Linked DNA regions of Columba livia: region 2 is linked to region 1. The links are chromatin contacts, called in public Hi-C maps. All regions are on one chromosome and are shown on one strand. The core of a region is the stretch at or near the end of the contact, and the rest is flanking DNA. Distances in the headings are between cores, read along the strand shown.

Region 1 (7,272 bases), core at 2,193-4,692:
AGCTATTCGGAAAGAGTAAAAATCCTGTTAGCTGGTGATGTGTAAAGAAAAATACAAATAGCAGAAAAGATGAAATAAGAAAAATTAAATCATTATTAATTACTGAAATAAATCAAAATAATCTTATTAATGGAATAATTCAAAATAATCTATAATACATTTGCATAAATTAATAGGCATTAATAAATTATGATTATATACTCAAATTATCCAAATATAACTGTCATACATTGACATACATTAAGAAATTATGAATATTACGGGAATAAATGAAATATAGTATAATTGAAAGAGAGGTACTGCACTAAAGTGTAGTATTTTTTGCGTGTTGGGAAACACTTTTATGAAAGGGCATGAAAGGCTGTGAGGAATGAGTGTGTATTTATGGGGCTCCCTTTCCCTCCTCCTCCCTTCCTTGGCCAACTGTAATTTCATATCCTTAATAACACCATGACAGAAAATTAAAATAATTGCTACTGAAGTTAACAGATCACATAAAATACTGGAGTAGATAACAAGATATAAAAAGACGGGAGTACAGGACTGCAGGACGGTAACGATGGCTGACAATTTATAGTGCAACAGACAAGCCAGCAAGTTTAAATAAAGCAAGCACTTCAACCTTCCCCTGTTCCCTGCCAATTAAACATCTGCTTCCCCACAGCCATCCTGAATCTCACCCAGCGTCTCTGGATATTAATTTACTCCGTAACTGTTTACTGTCTGCTTTATTGGGTACACAACATGTAAAAGCATGTTTAATTAATTACTTCTAAGCAACAAGTTGAAAATCAAGTAAAATAAATTCATTCTCAACACTTTAGGATCTATTTAATTGTACATCTGCGCTGATTGCCAGTGTCCTTTGAAATTCATGCCTGTAGACTAATTCCTCCCCTTTTTATTGGCCTTGTAGGGTATTTGGAAGAAACCAAAAGTAGCCCTGAGACATTCACCTTCTAATCCAATGCGCTCAACTCAAAGCTGCCATTTTTCAAGCCAGCATTTTAAAACCTGAGGGCTTTTGAGAGTGTGGAGCCTCAATGAGCCGACCAGAAAAAGTTTCCAGAGCAGACAGAGTTTCCGTTCTTATGAAAATAATAATAGCTCTAGAGCCCTGGCACAGGTTGGCAGGAGCATCACTTAATCCAAACACATTCTGACAGAATGATTCAGCTCCAGCACAACCCTGGGCCATCTGACTGCAGAGATCCCTCCACGTTCCTAACACCCAACCAGCGCTGCCCGCTCTTCCGCCACTAAAAGCACCGCAGGGACTTGCTCATCTACACTTCGAGATGTTGGTTTCACTTCAAAAATGCAACAGCACATGGACAGGAAAACACGGTGTGAAGGATGGGATAAAAGAGAAAGCGTGGCTGTTTATTTACCTTGATCGTTTGGCATTTTATCTGAGGACTCAGCTAGTGGGGCAAGCACAGGGAAGGAAAAACAAGAGAAAGATCACAAGCCTTGAAGGAGCGAGAGACAGAATTTAAAGTTTGACATCACATAAGCGCCCTGGCCAGAGCTCTCATTTCCAAACACCAGCACTCATGTGGAAAAAGTAGTGATAGAAATTCTACTCCTCACTTTTTCACCTCTCCTTAGAGTCCATTTTTTCTCAAGATACCAGGCATTTGTCCTATGCCACCGGTTACCCAGCACCGAGCAGTTGTGTCACACTGATTCCCCTGACACCATCCAGCTACCAACTCCACACACCACCTAGAGCCTTAAAGCAACTCAAAACTGCTTTTCTAAAAAGCCCATTTAGGACACGGACCTTTGGCGTTAATAACGAGCTGACCTGTCCCACTGGTAATTTTGAAACAACACAACCAATCCAACAGCAGAGCAACATTTCCATGTGTATTAACTACATGCAGGAGCCACCCAACACAACATTTCAATCTAGTCCAACTCCACTGTCTTGCTGACTTTTCCGGTTTAAATATAAAATTCACGCTATTGCTATCTTATCCTTACAGAGGCTGATATTTATCCTACCCTTGGGTGTTCGGAACTGAACCGCCTCGGACATGGGGCCCATCCCCTTGGAGTTGCGGGCCTGGATTTTGAAGTAATACGGGGTATCGAGGGTCAGCTCCTGGATCTGGTGGGTCAGTCTGTTTCCCACCACAGGTTCAATAACCCAGTCGTGTATTTCGGCGTTCACATCCGTGCTGTAGTAAATGATGTATCCTGTCGGAGAGAAAAAGCAGAACAACTTTAGACCTGAAAGAACTGGACAGTGCTAAGATCTCAAAGAAAAAGTACTACTGGTATTTGCACAGCTAAAGGATTATTGGGTTTCTGAACGTCTATTCCTACTTTTACAAAGACTAAGAATACATTCAAATATGATACATCCTTCCATCTTCAATTTTAAACCTTTCAAGAATACATGTTAAGAGGAAAAAAGCAATTTCAACATCAACATTATTTTTGAATACGGAGGAATTATCTCTACCTGTTCATGGATCAAATAATGTCAAATAACATAAAGCTCTTATTATTAAAAAATCCTGAAACTATATCAAAAATAGTTAACATTAAACCAACATAACATTATCATGCACAGCTAAAGGACATGTTCAGCACTTCTTAAATTATTTTTTCAGTTTATTAACAAAGACAACAATACAAAGAGAACTGCAGTTCTCTTGCACACCAAGGACGAAAGCTATGGGAAGTGTTTATGATCTGTTATTAAATATGTTGTAGATACAAAGCAATATAAAGTCAAAGCTTTGTATCATTTGTTATATAAGAAGGAGAGCTACTTGTTGAGCTCGCACAGCAACATATCTGTAACTTGTCTAAGAAGCAGCAACATATACATCTATATATAGTGACAGTTAAAAGCTCTCTATATAGTATAGTGGCACGGGACTACTGAGTTAATTTATGACCATACTAATTAGTCAGCAGCTATACTGATGCACAAGCATCTGGACTCCAGACCAGCACAGTTCATATCTCACATCCATCCCACCCCCATGAGAAGGAGATTAGAGCTGGAAAGAAAGACGACTGTTCCACAGATGTGCTGCAGTTACATCATCACGTCGTTTTTACGGCATTACTTAATGAGTAATTACTGCAGCCCTAGGTGGCGTCGGTGGCCGTCCCCAGCAGAGGGCACTCAGCCCCCGCGTCCCTGCAACAACTAATACATACATTTTCATTCAATGCATGTAAATAAATGTGAGGTTCTCCTTCACAGACATTGCCAGGAGATTTTGTAGCTGGAAAATGGAATGCATATGATCATTTCGTGCCAGGCAAGGCTGATCTCTTTGTACATTGTCTTCCCTTGCTTGTGCATACACTTGATCTAAGATGAAAGGCTGATCTTTGCAAGAGCGTCTATAACCCGGGGATATTTGTGCTTTAAATTTCACCCGTCTGTACGACCCCCTGACCGCCTGCAACCGCGGCCTTTACCCTACAGTTACGGTAATGGCTCTTGTTTCTCCCGTCAAACCTTTCTTGTACAGAGCAAACATCTTGTTGATAACCAAATAACCCTGGACAGGCTTGATACAGAAGAGCAGCCCAAGAGACAAAGCATGTACCTGTTACAGCCTCTGTCCTACCTGCAGCCTTTCAGGGTCTTTCTTACACATTGCATAAAACTTTATTTCAATTACTCAAGGCTGAGAGTCTCCAGCATTCTGCCCTTTCAAGGGATCTAATTAGTTCTAGTCTCCTGTCTAGAAGCTGGGCTAGACTCCCGCCTAATCAGACGCCAGCTGGTTTCAAAGGTTTCATTCTGCACCGTGGTTAATTCTGAAAATAAAAGCAAACTAACTCATACACTGCAAACTATGTGTCAATACAACCTGGTTTAAAAGCTTAAAGCTTGGGGTAAAAAGGAAAATTGAAGCGAAAGCCTTGAGGAAGGAGAATCCAAACAGAAATCACTGAAACACTAATTATTGGTTTCTGTAAAATGATCTGTCTGCCATGAAAATGATGCAGTTTCACAGGCGAATAGCAGTTTACTCTTAGTACTTATGCCAGGGGACTAATAAACTGATTTTAAGTCTGTTCTGTGCCCACAAAATGACACAAAGATGACAAAGAGCTCTGGAATGGAGTCTTCCAAATGAAATACGGATGGGCCAGATGCATTACAGCTGTATTTCTGGAGGCATCTATTACAACAGCACAAGCTGATGAAGGCAAAGGTTATAGAGCTGTTTCAACTTTCAATTATATTTCTGGTTAGGCTCCAATTTCACACTGCAGTTAGTTTATATCTTAATATATTTTTACTAGGTACAAAAGTAAATAATTAATCTGAGCTACTAAAAAGATTGACAAAGAAGATCTAAACCTCTTGGCTAGCTCGGGGCTAAATTAAACCCGGAACACGTTCCCATAGTTATGCAGGTTAGATTCTGCCGTTAACCGCGTGTCTTGTATCTGCAATATCGCTCACGCAAACCGCACCTGTGATTTTGCCGTTGGCTTCGGACGGAGGCTGCCAGTTCACAATGATGGTGCGGGGCTTCCCCTCCTTGCTCACCACCGTCACGTCTTTGGGAGGAGAAGTCGGCACTGCAAACGGAAAACCAAAACAGGCTGTGAGAAGCGGGCTGCCCCCTTCACTGGATAAGCACCTTCCCTTCTGTTTCACCACTGAAAAAAATACAATAATAATATCGCTGAATGTTCAGTCTTTGAACACATCCACCATCCCAGCGCAGCGCTCCTACTGGTTTACTCCAGCTGGCAAATGCCATTGTGGTGTGCGGCATCTCTGTAAGGAGCTCCCTGCTTCTAACTTTGTCTGGTCATGGTAAAAATTACACGAGCTGATGAAATAAACACATTCCATATGTACAGATATACAGAATATCTCCATATCTGCAAGTTAATGGCGTGACCTAGAAATGCCAATGTGAGCGAGGTAAATCCACCAGAGGCGGCGAATCATAATCTGTAATTGCTGATTTAATTTAGTGAAGAATTATTTGTGATTGGTGTGGAAATCTGCACCACCACAGCACTGGAAATCCAGAAATCTTTGCTGAACACCATTCAACCTTTTTCCCCGGTTGGCAGAGCGAGAGTGAGAGAAGGAGAGGGGAGCGCTGCTTCCCCACCGGCCTCCTGCCCAAATTCAGGGAACTGCTCCAGAGAAAACCTGAAATCGGAGACTTTCTGGCTGGGAGCTCCGCTTCCAGCTGGGGCTCAGATTAATGGTTTCCAGCGTCTCCAAAGGTGCATTAACCAGGCACGGTTTGCAAGGCCCCACGATGAAAAACCCGAGACTTCTAATGAGGCACCTTTTAGCAAAGTAAATCCGCCTTGGATATTTAATACTATAATAGTAACATTTAGTGCTTACACGGTGCTTTCTGCATTTAAAGAGCTTTCTGTGCATTACCTATGAGGAATTAATCTGTCCGTCCGCTGAGATGGCTCCTCATTATCCCTGTGCAGAGTAACAGGAACAGAGGAAACCAGAGAGAGCAAAAGCTCAAGAGTTACTGTAACTATTATCCCAAATACTTAAAAACCCGCTCGACAGAAATGGACAGACGTGAAGCACCAATCAAGGCCCTGTAGGAAGCTTCCGAGAAAATAAATACATAGAAAATCTTGGGCATTAACCGAGGAGCAAGTCCTGTACAACGCTGCTGCTCACCGGTATTCAAAATAATGAGTCACACGCTCAGGAATTTGGCGAGTAATATAAATCACAAGATCTCTTAGGAGAAAATACACTTACCCTTTTTTTTTTAGTTCCCAAGATTTAAGCCATATTTGCAAATACTCTTTACAACCAGCCCAACTAGAAATGCAGCTTCTATTGAAATGAAATGAGACCTCCCGCATCTCGCCCTCGCTCCTGTGCTTTTTGAGCTTCAAATTCTCTTTTACGAACTCTATTTGTGCGACCTCTGCAATCTCTCATCTTAGTGTAGAGGTACGGACAAGAGTCGTATGTCTGTCAGCAAAATACCAAATACAGTGCTGTGCTGTGGGAAGGGCATTGTATAATAACTGGGATGGGAAAGCATCGGTCCAGACTTGTGGATTCCCAACGAAAACTAAAGCAACTGAAGCTCACAAAGGGTTTCCGAGATTCAGAACAAGTTACGAGCGTTCTGATTTTATCCTGGTTTTCCTTTTTATCATTTCTTGGTTTAGAATGTTTGGATGAACTCACCAACACTTGCTATTTTTGCTGTATTTTACCTGGGGCTGAGCGCCGCAGGTCACGTGGATGGGCTCTTTTTGTACTTACACTTCCAACACTCACAAACACGAGCATAAGCAGCAGTACATTTAACTGCACAAACATCATTTCCCACCGCAGGATCGGAGGCCCGAGTTCCTGCCAGTACCTACAACCCCTTTTCTTTTCTGCACCTGGATAGCGCGGCGCTTTGACAGCGCTGAAGAACAAGAACTCAGGTCTAACTGGGATGGCTTCATTTCTACTGGGATGTTTTAAAACTTCATTTGCCTCGTGCACTTCCCAAGTCTGTAGTAATTATCATCGTAACTACAGCAAATTGAAATTCTTCTTTGCTGAAGTATTTTCTTTGTATTTGCGATTAACATGCTATTAACATGCTTCTTTATTCTCTCCTGTCTGTGAACTGTGGTACATTATTCATTACTCCTCCATAATTTGATGTAAATTCTTTTGCGTGCAATCATCCCTGTGAATTTTGAAGTACGTTGTTGTTTTTTAATCAGAATTTCTGACTAAACCATAAAGAAGAAAAGCCCCCAGCAATTATTCATCAGCATAATTTCAATATGTGTTTTCCCTCCTCCAGAATTCTGGCAGACCCGACTTCATTCGTCTCGTCGGCCCTTCCGGAGCGCGTACCATATTCAAACGTCGTTCCATGCGCCGTCATGCTCCAGGTGCTCGATCTCCGACCTTTGGTCACCATCACGGAGAATTCGTACAAGGTGTTTGGCTTTAACCCCGTCACTAAGTAGCTCAAAGTGGTGGCGTTTGCAGTCTGGAAGAAAAGCAACGCGTCAGGAACTTCTGGACTGAAACCATCCATCCCCAGCTCCCACCAGCCTGTCTCAGGTGTTTCACACATTGCAGCATCGCGGGCATTAATTCCACACTGGTTTTGCTCTGTCATGCAAATTCATTAATCAAGTGTTAATGTGCAGTTGTTTTATCCTAAACTAGAAATTCTTTCTGCAATCAGCAAGAGCATTTAATAGCAGTCAATTATACATTTCAAAAAAAAAGAAAGAGACCACTACAAGGTGCAGAGCACA
Region 2 (7,305 bases), core at 2,770-5,269, 150 kb after region 1:
CTGTATTGCTCCTCGTGTAGTTTTCTTAAACTCCCACTCCATTTCCGTGCTCCTTCTCATCCTCCTCCTCTTGGCACCGCAGCAAACTTGAGTTGGTGCCAACGTAGCTTTCAGATTTCTCTAAAAATCTTTGGTTGAAGATTAATATCTTGTAAATCACCAGGATGTTTTATCATCAGGAATAACCAAATACTCTCGTATAAAGAAAAACCTACCACCATATATACTTTCCGTACTTAAACTGCACCGATAAGCTAGCGGGAGGTAACTAAGCCAAGTGTTTTGCTTTGGGGTTTGTTGGTTGGTTGGGTTTTGGTGTTTGTTTATTTTAAATATGACAAGTTTTTGCTGTTTTTCACTGTGATAAATATTAGGCACAGGTGTGCGCACACACCTTACAATTTTTCAATTGGAACATTAGTTTATTAGGATACCTTCATAAGCAAGCCAAATCACTTTCTTAGATGACTAATAAAACAATTAAACACAGGTTGCAAAAGCCAGATGCAACTTAATCGCTTCTGTCCCAGGACAAGCGACAGCGCAGCACCCCAGCCCACTGAAAGGTGATTCATGGATTATTGAAACAATTGTTCGCCCCCACAAGAAATATGCTCCAGCACCAACAGATCCTTTTGCTGTTGCCTATTTATACATGCAAATAAACTGAGTGGCGCTGGTGAACACGTATCTCAGGAGCTATAGGCAATCAAATTGCTCCGTCAGCTCCTACGCAACACGCAGAACACATGTACTGTATTTATATGAAACAGGAATATTAACTGGAGACCTGTGTTAAGTGACTTGGGATGTAACTGAGCCCCGAATATTTCCACTCTATTTTTAGCCTGTGATATATTTAGAAATAATCAAGAAGTGTGTACAAAACAGAAACAAATTCTGACCTTATGTTTCCAAGGAACCCAGCTGATCTATGTACCCATCCTCCTTAGCTTTCAATACCCCATACCCTAGACAGAGCATCCTATAGAGCAGCATATGCTGATCCCTGATCAACATGTTGCTAAAAACACCTGTTCAGTTCCGGGAGTCTCGTGCAACTTTCATGCCACCAATTTCTAATTGCATTTGACTGTGGATTTCCAAAATGGCCAGATTGTCCAACAACAAAATATACATGGATCCCAAGGGCTTAGAGAAGAGCAGGGGGGAGGCAGAACAAATTTCCATCTTCTGAATAATCTAATTTGCAATCTTAATGCTGTATATAGGTTATCAGAGCTTTTGTATTAAAAGTTAATAGTGACACCTACTTGAATTTTATTCTTAGTAATGCAATCCTGTATAGATCAAAGGTTTTCCATTAAACTCAAATCAGCTCCAAACAGTTACAAGAAGCAGGATTTAACTTAAATTGATGCTTCCTCCTTACTTTCTTTGTTTTATTCCCTTAGCTAAGTGAAATGTTGTCCTAATTCTAAAATCAGTAGCTCATTTTATCTTATTTGCAAATCAACCAAATAGACTAGGAAACACACTGTTTACAGATGCACAAATAAATGAAGTTATATAGGTTTTTTTCCCCAAGATAATTCAGCTACACTCTTTTCTTCTGCAGAGAGCAATGACTGGCTATTTATAGCAGGGTTCAAATATCACTCAAACATACACGGCTACATACAATGAATATGGGCTTCCGAATCTGTAAGTCCTGCTCATTTGCGTCATCTTTAGCAACACCAAAAGGCCAGCTTGCTTTTTTTGTTGTTTTTTCCATTAAAAAAAACTACTGTTCTGGACACAACAAGCAGCACTTTAGTCTCAGCGCTAAACCTGGAACTAGACACAAGGTGTTTGTTCCTCTGCCTCCCCGGCCCTTCATGCCAACCTAACAAGGTTCCAACCTAACGAGGTTCTCCGGAGAGCGCCAAGGAGATGGAGCTTCACGCAGAACAGGACAGAAGACAAGACGCTGTCATCCTCGCATCCACAACACAAAGGGGAGAACTTTCACACCCGGACCCAATTCCCTCCCCTTCAGGCAGGGAGGGACTTGAAGGTTTCTCTCCTCCCACCAAATATACATGGAGCATCATCTCTTTCAGAAAAAAAAAAAACAGTAATAATCAGGTGGAAAATAGTGGGAATTAAGATCAAGTATGTCATCTTAATTGAGACAAAGAATACAGGAAGCCTCTTCCTCCTCATTTACTCACTCCCTCTGAATAACTGGTACAAACATAGAGTAACCCCAGCTCCTGGTCCTTGACGGGGATGACACAGGACAGCACCCACCAATAGGGCACAAAAACACTTCCCACAAAAGAGAACAAAGCCAGGATCCACCAGAACTTCCAAAATTCCCACACCTTTACTCCTATATTCCCGCTCCAAACAGCTTTAATGAAGGTTTTATTTTGCATGTTTCAGCACATCACTCCCCCTTTGCTAACTGAGCTCACATATTTGCCTTCTAACTGATAAAACTTCACCTATGAATCTGATTTCCTCAAACCACAAAGGATTTTTTTAACACAGCAAAGAGCGACCAACACAACAGTAACTACATTGAGCTGTCAGTAGAGCAGTAAATACTGGAAAAGAATCATCACGTGGCAAGGCTTTACACATCAAAAAAGTAACTTATCTATGACACATACTCTGAAGATTTTTGACTCCATGAATGATATTTATCAAACAGAAAAAAAAAAATCTGCTTCAGACCCGGAATCTGCAAAGCTTGTAGTGTGTAAGAGAATAAATATATCCCCTGTCAACAGGAGTCAGCACACACGGTTACATCAGTAGGATGTGAGATGAGAGCTACCACGGACATTGCTGCCTAATGGCATTTGCAATAGGATAATTACACCATTTAATACCAGCCTAACCATTCTTACTTTTACAAGTTGCTAAAAACAATTCATTTAACCAGCAGATTTTTGCCAAATTCCACTTGCAGAGCTTTCTTTTAAAATGTCAGGATTTGATCTACATGGGAATACTTAAAAAAAATCCCAGCATCCAACGTTCAAAACCAGATTTTTCTTCAAGGTTTCTAGTAGCTTGTTGCTGACGAGGAGGGGAAGGGAAAAAATAAAGTTCTTTAAAATTTTGCAAAATAAGCATTACTGCAAAACTAGAGAGCCTTCTACAGTATCGTCTTCTACAAGGGCATTTTTTTAGACAGGCTTCTCATACGCACACCGCACTTCATCTGGATGAGATTACGCTTTTCGTGGGCTATAAAAAAAAGCAGGATTCAATAATGGATCATTAAAGGCAACAATGGCAAGAGGTGTGAGAACTACAGCGGCTGAACCGCCGCCAGCTCGTTCGTTTCTGAGCTACTGCGGCAGTTTCCAGGCAAGTTCCCTGTCTCCACAGGTTGCCCGCTCGCCTCCTCTCCGGTAACGAGCCTTCCCCGGTCCCGGCGAGCCCAGACCGGGCCGGTTTGTGTCCCGACTCATCTCAGGTGCGCGGGGGACCCCGCGCAGGTGACTCGCTGTGGCGTTCACGGGGGACCCAGGTGTTTCTGGTTCTCGTCCGCAGGTGCGCAGTGGCCTCTGCTGGTGCCCGCACGGTCCGAGCGGAGCGGACCCGCCGCTCCCCGCCCGCAGCGCCCCCGCGCAGCCCCCGCCGCTCCCGCACACCCACCCCGCGCCCCCCGGCTCTTGCCCGGCTCCTTACCTGCGAGGAGGCTCTGGGAGCCGCTCCGAGCGGCGGCCCCGGCCGGGTCCGGCTGCCCGAGGAGAAGGGCGATCCAGAGGGAGCCGAGGAGCCGCCGGGCTCTCCCCGCCGCCATCTCTCCGCTCCCCGCGCCCGGCAGCCGGGCACCCAGCGCCAGCCCCTCCCCCGAGGGGGGCTCCTCCTGCCTCCCCCGCTCCTCCGCACCCCGAGGAGGCGGCCCACAGAGCGGCCGGCGAGGCGGGAGCGCGGGCGGGAGCAGCCGGTCACTCCATGGCGGGCCGGTCCCGGCTCCCGCACACGGAGCCTGAGGGGCGCCCGCCGCGCGCTCCTCCTCCCGCCGCCCCCGCCCCGCGCGCACACATACACACACACACGCACCCGCCCCCCCCTCTCCCGTGCGCATGCGCCCGCGCGCTCCGCCCCTCCCGCCGCTCCCGGGGAGACGGCGGCGCACGCGCTCCCTCCCGCCGCCGACCCCCGTGCCAGGTGTGCGCGCGCCCGGGCAGCCGCCCGCCACTGCGCCTGCGCGAGCGCGGGACGGGACGGGACCGCACGGGACGGGACGGGCGGCCGCTCAGTCAGTGCTGCTGTCCCCTCAGCCGGCACCGCTGTCCCCTCAGACAGTGCCACTGTCCCCTCAGCCGGCACCACTGTCCCCTCAGACAGTGCCACTGTCCCCTCAGCCGGCACTGCTGGCACTCGCTGTCCCCTCAGTCAGCACCACTGTCCCCTCAGACAGTGCCACTGTCCCCTCAGCCGGCACTGCTGGCACTCGCTGTCCCCTCAGTCAGCACCACTGTCCCCTCAGCCGGTACCACTGTCCCCTCAGCCAGTACCGCTGTCCCCTCAGTCAGTGCCAGTGTCCCCTCAGGCGGCACTGCTGGCACTCGCTGTCCCCTCAGTCGGCATCACTGTCCACCCAGCCGGTACCGCCGTCCCTCAGTCGGTGTCACTGTTCCCTCAGTCGGTACCACTGTCCCCTCAATCGGTATCACCGTCCCCTCGGTCGGCATCACTGTCCACCCAGACGGTACCGCCGTCCCTCAGTCGGTACCGCTGTCCCTCAGTCGGTACCGCTGTCCCCTCGGTCGGTACCACTGTCAGTCGGCACTGCTGTCCCCTCAGCCGGTACTGCCGCCCCTCAGCCCACACGGCGCCCCCGGCCCCGAGGAGGCGGCCAGGGGTGCGGGCCGAGCCCGCGCTTCAGCTCGTCGCTCCTGCCAAGAGACGCAGCAACGAAGCTCCCGCCTTTCAGCCAAACCAACTCTTCTCTCCCCCTCTCTCAGCCCAAACAGCGCGGCTGCAAAACCCGCCAGTGTCACCGTGCGCGGAGACGTGCAAAAAACCCTCAATTATAAAGCGCAAATCTGGTTTATCCTCGCAAACTCAGCGAGCCAAGCAAAGAGGCGTCGGGTGCGCGTTGCTGGGAACCGGCGAGAGGAAAAAAATACATCTCACACTAATCTTGTAAAAATAACTTGCAGAAACTTGTTTTCTTGTGCGGGGAGGATCTCTGCTGCTCAGTTTGGGATGCTGGCTTTCGTAAACAAGCATGTTTCTCAACAAACCAAAGGATAAATAAATGGGAAGAAAAGACCAAACGTACTTTGAAAAGGCAAATGAAATGTGTTTTCATCCTCCTGGGGGTAATTAATTTTATGCAGCATTTGCCATTCAAATCCAAATCATTTGAATGCTGCATCGTTACCAGCCGGTTTTAGTCTATCTCATATCCCTCCAAAGGACACAATAACAGCAATAAATATACATTCCTCCTCCACTCATCACATGGAGTGTACCCTTATATTTTTTTCCATCTCAGCTTGTTGCCCACTAAATTGTGTTTTTACAATGTGCATGCTATCCTTGCTCATTTTATTATTGACTAATTGAATCCTCTCTTTCAGCACATGAATTATGTAGTATCGGGGCTCAAGAAGTGGTAACCGTGAGATAACCGTACCCCTGGGGCACTGCAAGACGTGGAACACGGGTACATCCCCCCAGAATGTGCGTTTGTATCGCAAAACGATTTAAAATCTGTTTAAAATCCAGAAAGAAACACGTTTTTGCACCGGTAGCCACACTCCTGCTGAGGTAGCAAGGACTAATTCCAGGCAAGTTTACCTGATAACCTCCCCGCATGTGGCCGGGGTGTCCCTCTCAAAGCAGGCGCCTCAGTATTCTCCTGGAATTATCCCTGATCCAGCAGGATTTGCAGATTTAGAGGCTTTTCAACGACACATTTTGCTGAGCACCCAAACGCGGGTGTGAATTTTGCTGTACATAGAGATGCAGAGATGTGCACAATTAATTAATCGTTGCTGTGACTACAAAGCATCGGCTAATACTGGTGTCTGAAGTGCTTTTCATTGTGAAACTTGCTTCATTATTTTATAATTTTGTGACTGTCAGGAAACAGGGGTTTTGTCCTCCACTCAAAATATCCGGGAGCACTTTCACAACGAGGAATAATTACCTCCTCAGAAGGATGTTTGGGTTTCTCTCCGTTACGCTTGCCGAGTTACGCGGATATCTGATATGCCAGGAGGATTACCAGCAAGGAACTGTAATTTATACTGAAAATGGAAGCACTGATTAAAAGGCAGGACTGGTAGTAGAACCCCTATTAAAGCTGGTTAGCAATTCCCATCCTAAAATCCTACCTTCAGCCACTTTTAATAGTCCCAGATGAACTGCTGTGCTGAAATTTAAGCATCTTAAGTTCATACCTCAGGTTAAATTATAAACATTTCTTCTTTCCTTCCTTCTGTCAGGGATCTCTGAGCCTGCAAACGACAACAGGCGCTTTCTTGGACCATGCCAAGTGTGAAGATAGGAAGAGCAAGCGGAGAACCTGTCCTTCCAGTCCTCTCGGAGCAGGAAACTCCTGCAGTAACACTCATGGGGATGAGAACTGAACCAGGACAAGAACTGGACCAGGGACAAGAACTGGATAAAACAAAGCCCACAAAGAAGAGTCTGGAAGCCAGCATGTTGGGAGAAGGCTTGAAAACAGACTGGGAATGGGGAGAAAACTGCCAGGAGGACGTGCAACCCAGGAGGACCAGCACAAGACCAGCACAAGACAAGTACAAGACCAGTACATTACCTGGCTAAGGGCTGAAGGAAAATTTGGTGGGCAAAAGGGATCAGAGGCGAGAGGGGGAGCGGGCAAGGGAGGAGGACACACAACCCCAAGGGGAAGAGGGAATTCGCTAGAGACAGGGATGGAGATGTGGGAACGACAGAGGCTGAGGGAGGCAGAGCAGAAAGGTGAGGATATAGGAATGGGAATGAAAACCAACTGGAAAACTGTCACATCACGACTGGCAGCAAGTATCTGAAATACACTTGGAACGTACCTCGTCACCTTCGAGTGCTGGACGACATGCAAACTATTACGTTCCTCATTTTAGGGTAAGTTTCCACATTGCTGACAGCCTGCGTCAATGTCAACACAGAATTAAATTGCTGGCGTTTTTCTATGTTAGCTCTAAACGGAAGAGAAATAGCCTTGTATTAAAACAACAGTAGTTAGGCTGCAAAGTAAAACACTCCTGAGTTATGAAATACCAGAATAAAGGCTGCCAGGGCAAAAGGATAAGCCTGGCTCAGATGCTGAACCAAGGTCAAGGAACCAAGGTAAGTGCC

The links. Hi-C and Micro-C count contacts between places; a contact is called where the count stands out from the background.
Region 2: a contact with region 1 is called in a Hi-C map of crop, with 2.6 times the contacts expected there. The contact joins the promoter of NEO1 here to the enhancer-like site in region 1. A contact is called at or near these places in 2 of 2 Hi-C or Micro-C datasets (crop and liver).

What each region holds. Positions count from the first base shown.
Region 1 is chr11:20,037,014-20,044,285 of bColLiv1.pat.W.v2, forward strand. NEO1 (neogenin 1) reads right to left here. Exons shown (of 28, transcript XM_065077127.1): 18 at 6,860-6,998; 19 at 4,462-4,569; 20 at 2,011-2,205; 21 at 1,392-1,424. It overlaps LOC135580588 (a long non-coding RNA gene), which reads left to right. Exons shown (of 2, transcript XR_010475486.1): 2 at 917-2,574. Among named protein-coding and RNA genes, the nearest start is that of NEO1, 150 kb to the right of the region's middle. Within about 2 kb of position 3,443, at least 2 of the 3 cell types and tissues checked have an H3K27ac peak away from gene starts, as active enhancers do.
Region 2 is chr11:20,183,210-20,190,514 of bColLiv1.pat.W.v2, forward strand. It overlaps NEO1 (neogenin 1), which reads right to left and starts at 4,020. Exons shown (of 28, transcript XM_065077127.1): 1 at 3,652-4,020. The coding sequence starts at 3,766. It overlaps LOC110366033 (a long non-coding RNA gene), which reads right to left. Exons shown (of 23, transcript XR_010475485.1): 23 at 6,464-7,147.